2 separate regions of the Mus musculus genome follow, and region 2 is linked to region 1. Evidence: chromatin contacts called from public HiChIP or PLAC-seq data. All regions are on one chromosome and are shown on one strand. The core of a region is the stretch at or near the end of the contact, and the rest is flanking DNA. Distances in the headings are between cores, read along the strand shown. Region 1 has its middle 44 kb from the start of S1pr1. Region 2 overlaps Dph5 (diphthamide biosynthesis 5).

Region 1 (3,605 bases), core at 569-3,068:
AATATACAATGAATATATATACTTGAAAAATTGATATCTTAGTTTAGGTTTTACTGCTGTGAAAAGACACCATGGCCAAGGCAACTCTTATAAAGATAACATTTCATTGGGGCTGGCTTGCAGTCCCCAATGATAAAGGATAATGGATAATGGATATCCAGTCCATTATCATCAAAGGGGGAGCTTGGCAGCATCCAGGCAGATGTGAGGCTGGAGGAGATGAGAGTCCTACATCTCCATCCAAAGCCTGACAAGAGAATACTGGCTTCCAAGCAGCTAGGAGGAGAGTCTTAAAGCCGATGCCCACAGTGACATACCTACTCCAACAAGACCACACCTCTTAACAGTATACTACTCCCAGGGCCAAGCATAGGCCAACCATCACAGTTGAGGAGTTGGAACTGGAAAGATGGCTAAACATTCATACTACTTTTATAGAGGACCCAAGTCATAGCACCCATGGAGCAGTCCTACTTGTCATTTCAGTTTCAACAGATCCAATCCCTCTTTCTGGCCTCTCCAGACCTCTCCATGCACATGATACATGTGAGCTAACACACGCACACACACACACACAAATAAATAAACCCGTGTTTGAAAGTAGGGGAACACCTTTTTACTATTTGCATTAGTAATATATAACATGTAACACAAGCAAGATTTCTCGTGCGTAATGTTTGATAACATAAAATATCACACAACAAAACACTTGACATCTGTTTTTTAAAAGTATTACGTTGGAAAGAAGACGGTGATGTGGAATAGCACACAATGCGTGCTTACACTCTTATAAATTCCACGCAGTGCAAAGCTGTCTGGAGAGACACAGAGAGGGTGAAGCCTTTGCCACGGGAGAGAAAAGGGAAGCAAGAGACAAAGGCGTGACAAGGGGGACACAGAAAATCCTCTGGGGTGTCGGAAATACGTGTCATCTTGACTCTTGCTGATGGTCGCAAAGATGTGTGCATGCATTAAAACTTACCAACATGTACATTTTGAATATGTACAGGTTGTAAAATGATGGTTATACTCAATAAACCCTTACAGAGCTCTCGTCTTGATGGGTTACCTCACAATTCTTCATATACACTGTGCTAGTATAATGACTGCGCCCACATCTACCTTGGACTTAAGGTAACACATCAAAACTAAGAAACAGGACTATAGCTGTGTAAGCCATGGGGTGGGTTCAGTATCTGGGGGAGGGGGAGGGTGAGTCCATCTTTTGATGTGTAGAGGTCAAGAGCCCAGTGACTTTATCTTAATCTTTTCCACTAGCACTCATCAGTTTGCCTTTTATCATCACAGAAGTCACTTTCACAACTCTCCCTCCCGGGATATCTTGAAAAGCTGGAGCTACGTAATTCTAGAACGTTATCTCGCAGGACTGTAGCTGCATAAGCCATGGTGTGGGTTCAGCAGCTTCGGTTGGTAAGGAGGAAAGGATGAAAAGCAATGTTCTGAAGACATAAGAAGTTGGGCATCTTAATTCTTATCATTAGTATCTAGAAGAAGAGAATCACTTGTTAGTACATATTAATTGTATAAAATGGGTTTGTAGTAATGTTTTCAGACAGGCATATATACACTACAGCTACCCTGAAAAAATACATTTGGAAAAGCTTGGGGTTTAGATCTCAAGGCAGGCCCTCTATTCGATCCACACTACAGCCACACACGGAGGCTTCCTTCTCTGGTCAATGCTTTAATATAGAACCTTATCGTCACTGTGGTCTGCCCATTGCTTCTCAGCTCCGCCCCTGTCTACCTCAGCCACTCAGTACCTTTCACTATCTGACTCATCGAGGGTTTTCATGCTGTAAAGCACTCCAGGAAGCAGATTCAGGCAGAGTTTGGCTTTCCAGATGTTTACCAGGGAGCGGTGCTAGGGTCAACACCCATGCAAAGGAGGGGGCCTACTCAGGATTGAGAAGAGGGAGAAAGCCAAATGAAATGCAAGCCAACCATTCAGGGTGCTGTGAAACTTGAAACAACACACAGCGGGCGTCCTGCTGCCGGGGTTGAGAGGTGGGGGGTGAGGGACGGGTGTGACCTTGGCTTGCTTGTGGGAGGAAGGGTGTGACCTTGATCTGGAAGTGGGGGAGAAAGGTGTAATGTAATGAGGCTTCTGAGCAGTTGAGCCAGTGTCTGAGAGTGCCGCCAGTGGGTACCGGCAGCAGCAGGTCCCTCGAGAGATTTAAACTGAGCTGGCCTCTGGACCAGGTCAAGCTCCCCATATTCCATCATTCACACTTCTCAGTATACCTTTTTCCTAACAAAAATAACTCCACGAGGTTGGAGGTTGTAATGCCTGCTGCAGCGTTCACCCCGTTTCTCTAATGCCTCCTGCTGACATCAAACACAATCTGATAGTCTGATTGATGATTGAAAGATGGGGAACCAAGTTTAGAGTCCACTGTGAAGAGCAGAGTTTCTTAGCAGAAGTTTGCTTTGGTGTGTGTCAGAGTTTGTGACGCTGGGATGGCAAGGCAGTCTTCAGGTTCCAAAACTACCAGCCTAGTAGGTCAGTCTCAGCTCTATACCTCAAGGAAGGGTTCTTGAGACTCTGCCCCACCCCCTGAGTATTCATACGCTGTGAATGGCATGTAAATGAGAGAGACATTTCTTCAGTGGTTTAGCCACTAGTAAGGTGTCTATGCTTCTGCAAGTGTCCCAGATGAAACTTATTTGTGTTTTTTCCCTGCCCCCTCCCCCTACACATACCACATCTACAAACAGAAAAAAAATAGAAGCAAGGACTAGGTGGGAAGAAGGGGATCATGAAGGGTTAATATAATCAAAATATATTCTATGCAGAGATGAGCACAAAGATGCCACAATGAAGCCCACTATTATATAATTAACATATGCTAATTGTTTAAATGAGACTGCCCTCCTCCTACAAGCTATATATGTGTGTGGTTGGCCCCCAGTTGGTGAAACAGTTGAGAAGGATGGGTGTGGCCTTTTTGGAGGAGGTGGGACACTGTGCAGACAGTGAGGTTTCAAAAGTCCACACCATTCTAGTGAGCTCTCTCTCTCTCTCTCTCTCTCTCTCTCTCTCTCTCTCTCTCTCTCTCTGTCTCTCTCCCACTCATGCTGTGATCGGATGTAAGCTCTTAGCTACTGTTCCAGCACCACGCCTACCTGCCTGCCGCTATGCTCACCATGATGGTCATGGACTTACCCTCCAGAACTGTAAGCCACAATAAACTCTCTTATACATTGCTTTGGTCACAGTGCTTTGTCAAAGCCGTAGTCACAGTGGTAGAAAAATAACCAAAACACTAATGAACACCTTTCTAAGTACCTCAAACTAGTCATCTCAGTTAAAAAAAATAAAATAAATCAGAGCCTTGTTTGATTTTTGACACTTTGCAGTTTAATATTGGTTTTAGTTTGCAGTTTATTTTACAGTTTTATGAATAGATGAGGACAAACAGTACTGCCCTCTCATTGTTCAAGGTCTTCCAAGGGTTTAAATGAGCCCTTTCCTACACTCTCCACTACATGACCCTGAGTTTACAGTTCAGCCCTATGATCCACTGTGCCTTATAAGCACCTGCAGTGGAGAAGAGTACACACATACCTGCGGCTGACATGTG
Region 2 (3,605 bases), core at 789-3,288, 150 kb after region 1:
TTTGATCTCAGCTAATGAAGAGAGCAGTTTGATTTTATCAAGACACAGCAGTTCAGAACATCTTCATTTAGTCATGAGCATTATTACATCATATACTCAGCCCTAGCCGTGTTTCGAGGCATGACTGGGTACTCAGTACGCACTTGGGTATTCAATCTTTACAAGGATTCTGATTATGCTCACTGTGCAGGAGGGTCCTTTCCAGATCCAAGGTGTCATTTGATTTATCACTGACCTCATAGCTAACCAGAACCGCTGTTGTGAGCCCAGAGCCTTTGTCAGCTCTGAGAGCAATCACCTTTTTCACAGGGCCAGAGATTCATTTCCTCATCATTTTAAACATGTGTCTACTATGTGCCTTGCACATAGTAGGTGATTTATAGTCACTCTTTGTTGGGTGAATTGGTTTCACAGAAGACAGAGGAAATCCTGCTAGACAGGGCAGGAAGTCACAACGCTGAAAACTTGGAGCAGCATGGTCTTTGTACAGTGACCTGTGAACACAGCTCTTACAGCATGTAACATGTAGCTTGGCTTCTCTGAGGATGATTTGTTTGGATAACTTTCAAATGGGCTTTGAGAATAAAGCTCGTTAATAGGTAAATTGGAGTCTGTATCACACTAAGGACGTGATGACCATCCCTTCAGGACTCAGGAAGTGATGTGACTGTGAGCTTGTAAGACCCGGCATACAGAACTTGTAAGACCCGGCATACAGAACTTGTAAGACCCGGCATACAGAACTTGTAAGACCCGGCATACAGAGCCTGAGAACTGTAAGACCCGGCATACAGAACTGTAAGACCCGGCATACAGAGCCTGAGAACTGTAAGACCCGGCATACAGAACTTGTAAGACCCGGCATACAGAGCCTGAGAACTGTAAGACCCGGCATACAGAGCCTGAGAACTGTAAGACCCGGCATACAGAGCCTGAGAACTGTGAGACCCGGCATACAGAACTGTAAGACCCGGCATACAGAACTGTAAGACCCGGCATACAGAGCCTGAGAACTGTAAGACCCGGCATACAGAACTGTAAGACCCGGCATACAGAGCCTGAGAACTGTAAGACCCGGCATACAGAGCCTGAGAACTGTGAGACCCGGCATACAGAGCCTGAGAACTGTGAGACCCGGCATACAGAACTGTAAGACCCGGCATACAGAGCCTGAGAACTGTAAGACCCGGCATACAGAGCCTGAGAACTGTAAGACCCGGCATACAGAACTTGTAAGACCCGGCATACAGAGCCTGAGAACTGTAAGACCCGGCATACAGAACTTGTAAGACCCGGCATACAGAGCCTGAGAACTGTGAGACCCGGCATACAGAGCCTGAGAACTGTGAGACCCGGCATACAGAGCCTGAGAACTGTAAGACCCGGCATACAGAACTGTAAGACCCGGCATACAGAGCCTGAGAACTGTAAGACCCGGCATACAGAACTGTAAGACCCGGCATACAGAGCCTGAGAACTGTAAGACCCGGCATACAGAGCCTGAGAACTGTAAGACCCGGCATACAGAGCCTGAGAACTGTGAGACCCGGCATACAGAGCCTGAGAACTGTGAGACCCGGCATACAGAGCCTGAGAACTGTAAGACCCGGCATACAGAACTGTAAGACCCGGCATACAGAGCCTGAGAACTGTAAGACCCGGCATACAGAGCCTGAGAACTGTGAGACCCGGCATACAGAGCCTGAGAACTGTGAGACCCGGCATACAGAGCCTGAGAACTGTAAGACCCGGCATACAGAACTGTAAGACCCGGCATACAGAGCCTGAGAACTGTAAGACCCGGCATACAGAACTGTAAGACCCGGCATACAGAGCCTGAGAACTGTAAGACCCGGCATACAGAGCCTGAGAACTGTAAGACCCGGCATACAGAGCCTGAGAACTGTAAGACCCGGCATACAGAACTGTAAGACCCGGCATACAGAGCCTGAGAACTGTGAGCTGCTCGGGGCCATAGGGAGGGATGCCCAGAGCGCCCCACCTTTTCTCGCTTCCTTCCTGTCTGCTTTCTGGCATCTCTAGCCACAGCTTCTGAAACCATGGTGAGAAGGAAGCTATAGTACAGGAAACGGCATCACCAGTGCCTACTTGGGACCCAACTCCTGTTTTCTCAGAAGAACACAAGGCTTAGGAAAGTTAAATGCTTTCTAATCTGTGACATGTTTCTAGATTTTCAATGTCTGCGCTTTCGTAATTTCTTATAAGTCTTATTAAACTGTTTAGAAGAATTGAGTCATTCTCTAACTTCAGCATTGTGCTTTCCTGTACATTGTCTTGGAAAACAGATCTCTTTTGTACAATGCCCCTATAAACACTATTATAATATTAATATGTAACTTCACCATGTGAATAATGGTTATGTGTCAGTTGATCCCATAGCTGGGGATGGGTTCTATTGGCACTGTTCCTGCACAGCTAGCGAGTTACAGAGCCAGCCTCTAAAGCTTCACTGTCCTTGAGTGGGCTAGTGTAGGTCGTGGTTTAAAAAGTCAAGCTTCATAAATTCATTCTTTTTAATAGCTGAGTAGTACTCCATTGTGTAGATGTACCACATTTTCTGTATCCATTCCTCTGTTGAGGGGCATCTGGGTTCTTTCCAGCTTCTGGCTATTATAAATAAGGCTGCTATGAACATAGTGGAGCATGTGTCCTCCTAGCCAAATGGATGGACCTGGAGGGCATCATCCTGAGTGAGGTAACACATTCACAAAGGAACTCACACAATATGTACTCACTGATAAGTGGATATTAGCCCAAAACCTAGGATACCCAAGATATAAGATACAATTTCCTAAACACATGAAACTCAAGAAAAATGAAGACTGAAGTGTGGACACTATGCCCCTCCTTAGAAGTGGGAACAAAACACCCTTGGAAGGAGTTACAGAGACAAAGTTTGGAGCTGAGATGAAAGGATGGACCATGTAGAGACTGCCTTATCCAGGGATCCACCCCATAATCAGCATCCAAACGCTGACACCATTGCATACACTAGCAAGATTTTATCGAAAGGACCCAGATGTAGCTGTCTCTTGTGAGACTATGCCGGGGCCTAGCAAACACAGAAGTGGATGCCCACAGTCAGCTAATGGATGGATCACAGGGCTCCCAATGGAGGAGCTAGAGAAAGTACCCAAGGTGCTAAAGGGATCTGCAACCCTATAGGTGGATCAACATTATGAACTAACCAGTACCCCGGAGCTCTTGACTCTAGCTGCATATGTATCAAAAGATGGCCTAGTCGGCCATCACTGGAAAGAGAGGCCCATTGGACACACAAACTTTATATGCCCCAGAACAGGGGAACGCCAGGGCCAAAAAGGGGGAGTGGGCGGGTAGGGGAGTGGGGATGGGTGGGTATGGGGGACTTTTGGTATAGCATTGGAAATGTAAATGAGCTAAATACCTAATAAAAAATGGAAAGAAAAAAAAAAAAGAAGAAGTACAGAGGAAAAAAAAAAAAAAAAGTCAAGCTTCTTGGTTATAGTGATAGGGAAATGAGGTGAACCACTAGGGTGATGTTGGGAGCCGCCCCCACATTCGCCGTTACAAGATGGCGCTGACATCCTGTGTTCTAAGTGGTA

What was found. HiChIP or PLAC-seq counts read pairs in DNA pulled down with a chosen protein or histone mark.
Region 2: a contact with region 1 is called in a BATF HiChIP or PLAC-seq map of CD8 T cells, with 5 read pairs. The contact joins two enhancer-like sites. A contact is called at or near these places in 2 of 115 datasets of contacts at active chromatin or transcription factors (CD8 T cells and bone marrow-derived macrophages) and 2 of 9 other capture datasets (adipose tissue and liver).

What each region holds. Positions count from the first base shown.
Region 1 is chr3:115,756,778-115,760,382 of GRCm38.p6, forward strand. No RefSeq gene overlaps it. Among named protein-coding and RNA genes, the nearest start is that of S1pr1, 44 kb to the left of the region's middle. Within about 2 kb of position 1,819, at least 74 of the 459 cell types and tissues checked have an H3K27ac peak or open chromatin away from gene starts, as enhancers often do. A contact at or near this core is called in CD8 T cells, where this site is marked.
Region 2 is chr3:115,905,588-115,909,192 of GRCm38.p6, forward strand. The region is part of intron 4 of Dph5 (diphthamide biosynthesis 5); the gene reads left to right. Among named protein-coding and RNA genes, the nearest start is that of Dph5, 19 kb to the left of the region's middle. Within about 2 kb of position 2,039, at least 10 of the 459 cell types and tissues checked have an H3K27ac peak or open chromatin away from gene starts, as enhancers often do. A contact at or near this core is called in CD8 T cells, where this site is marked.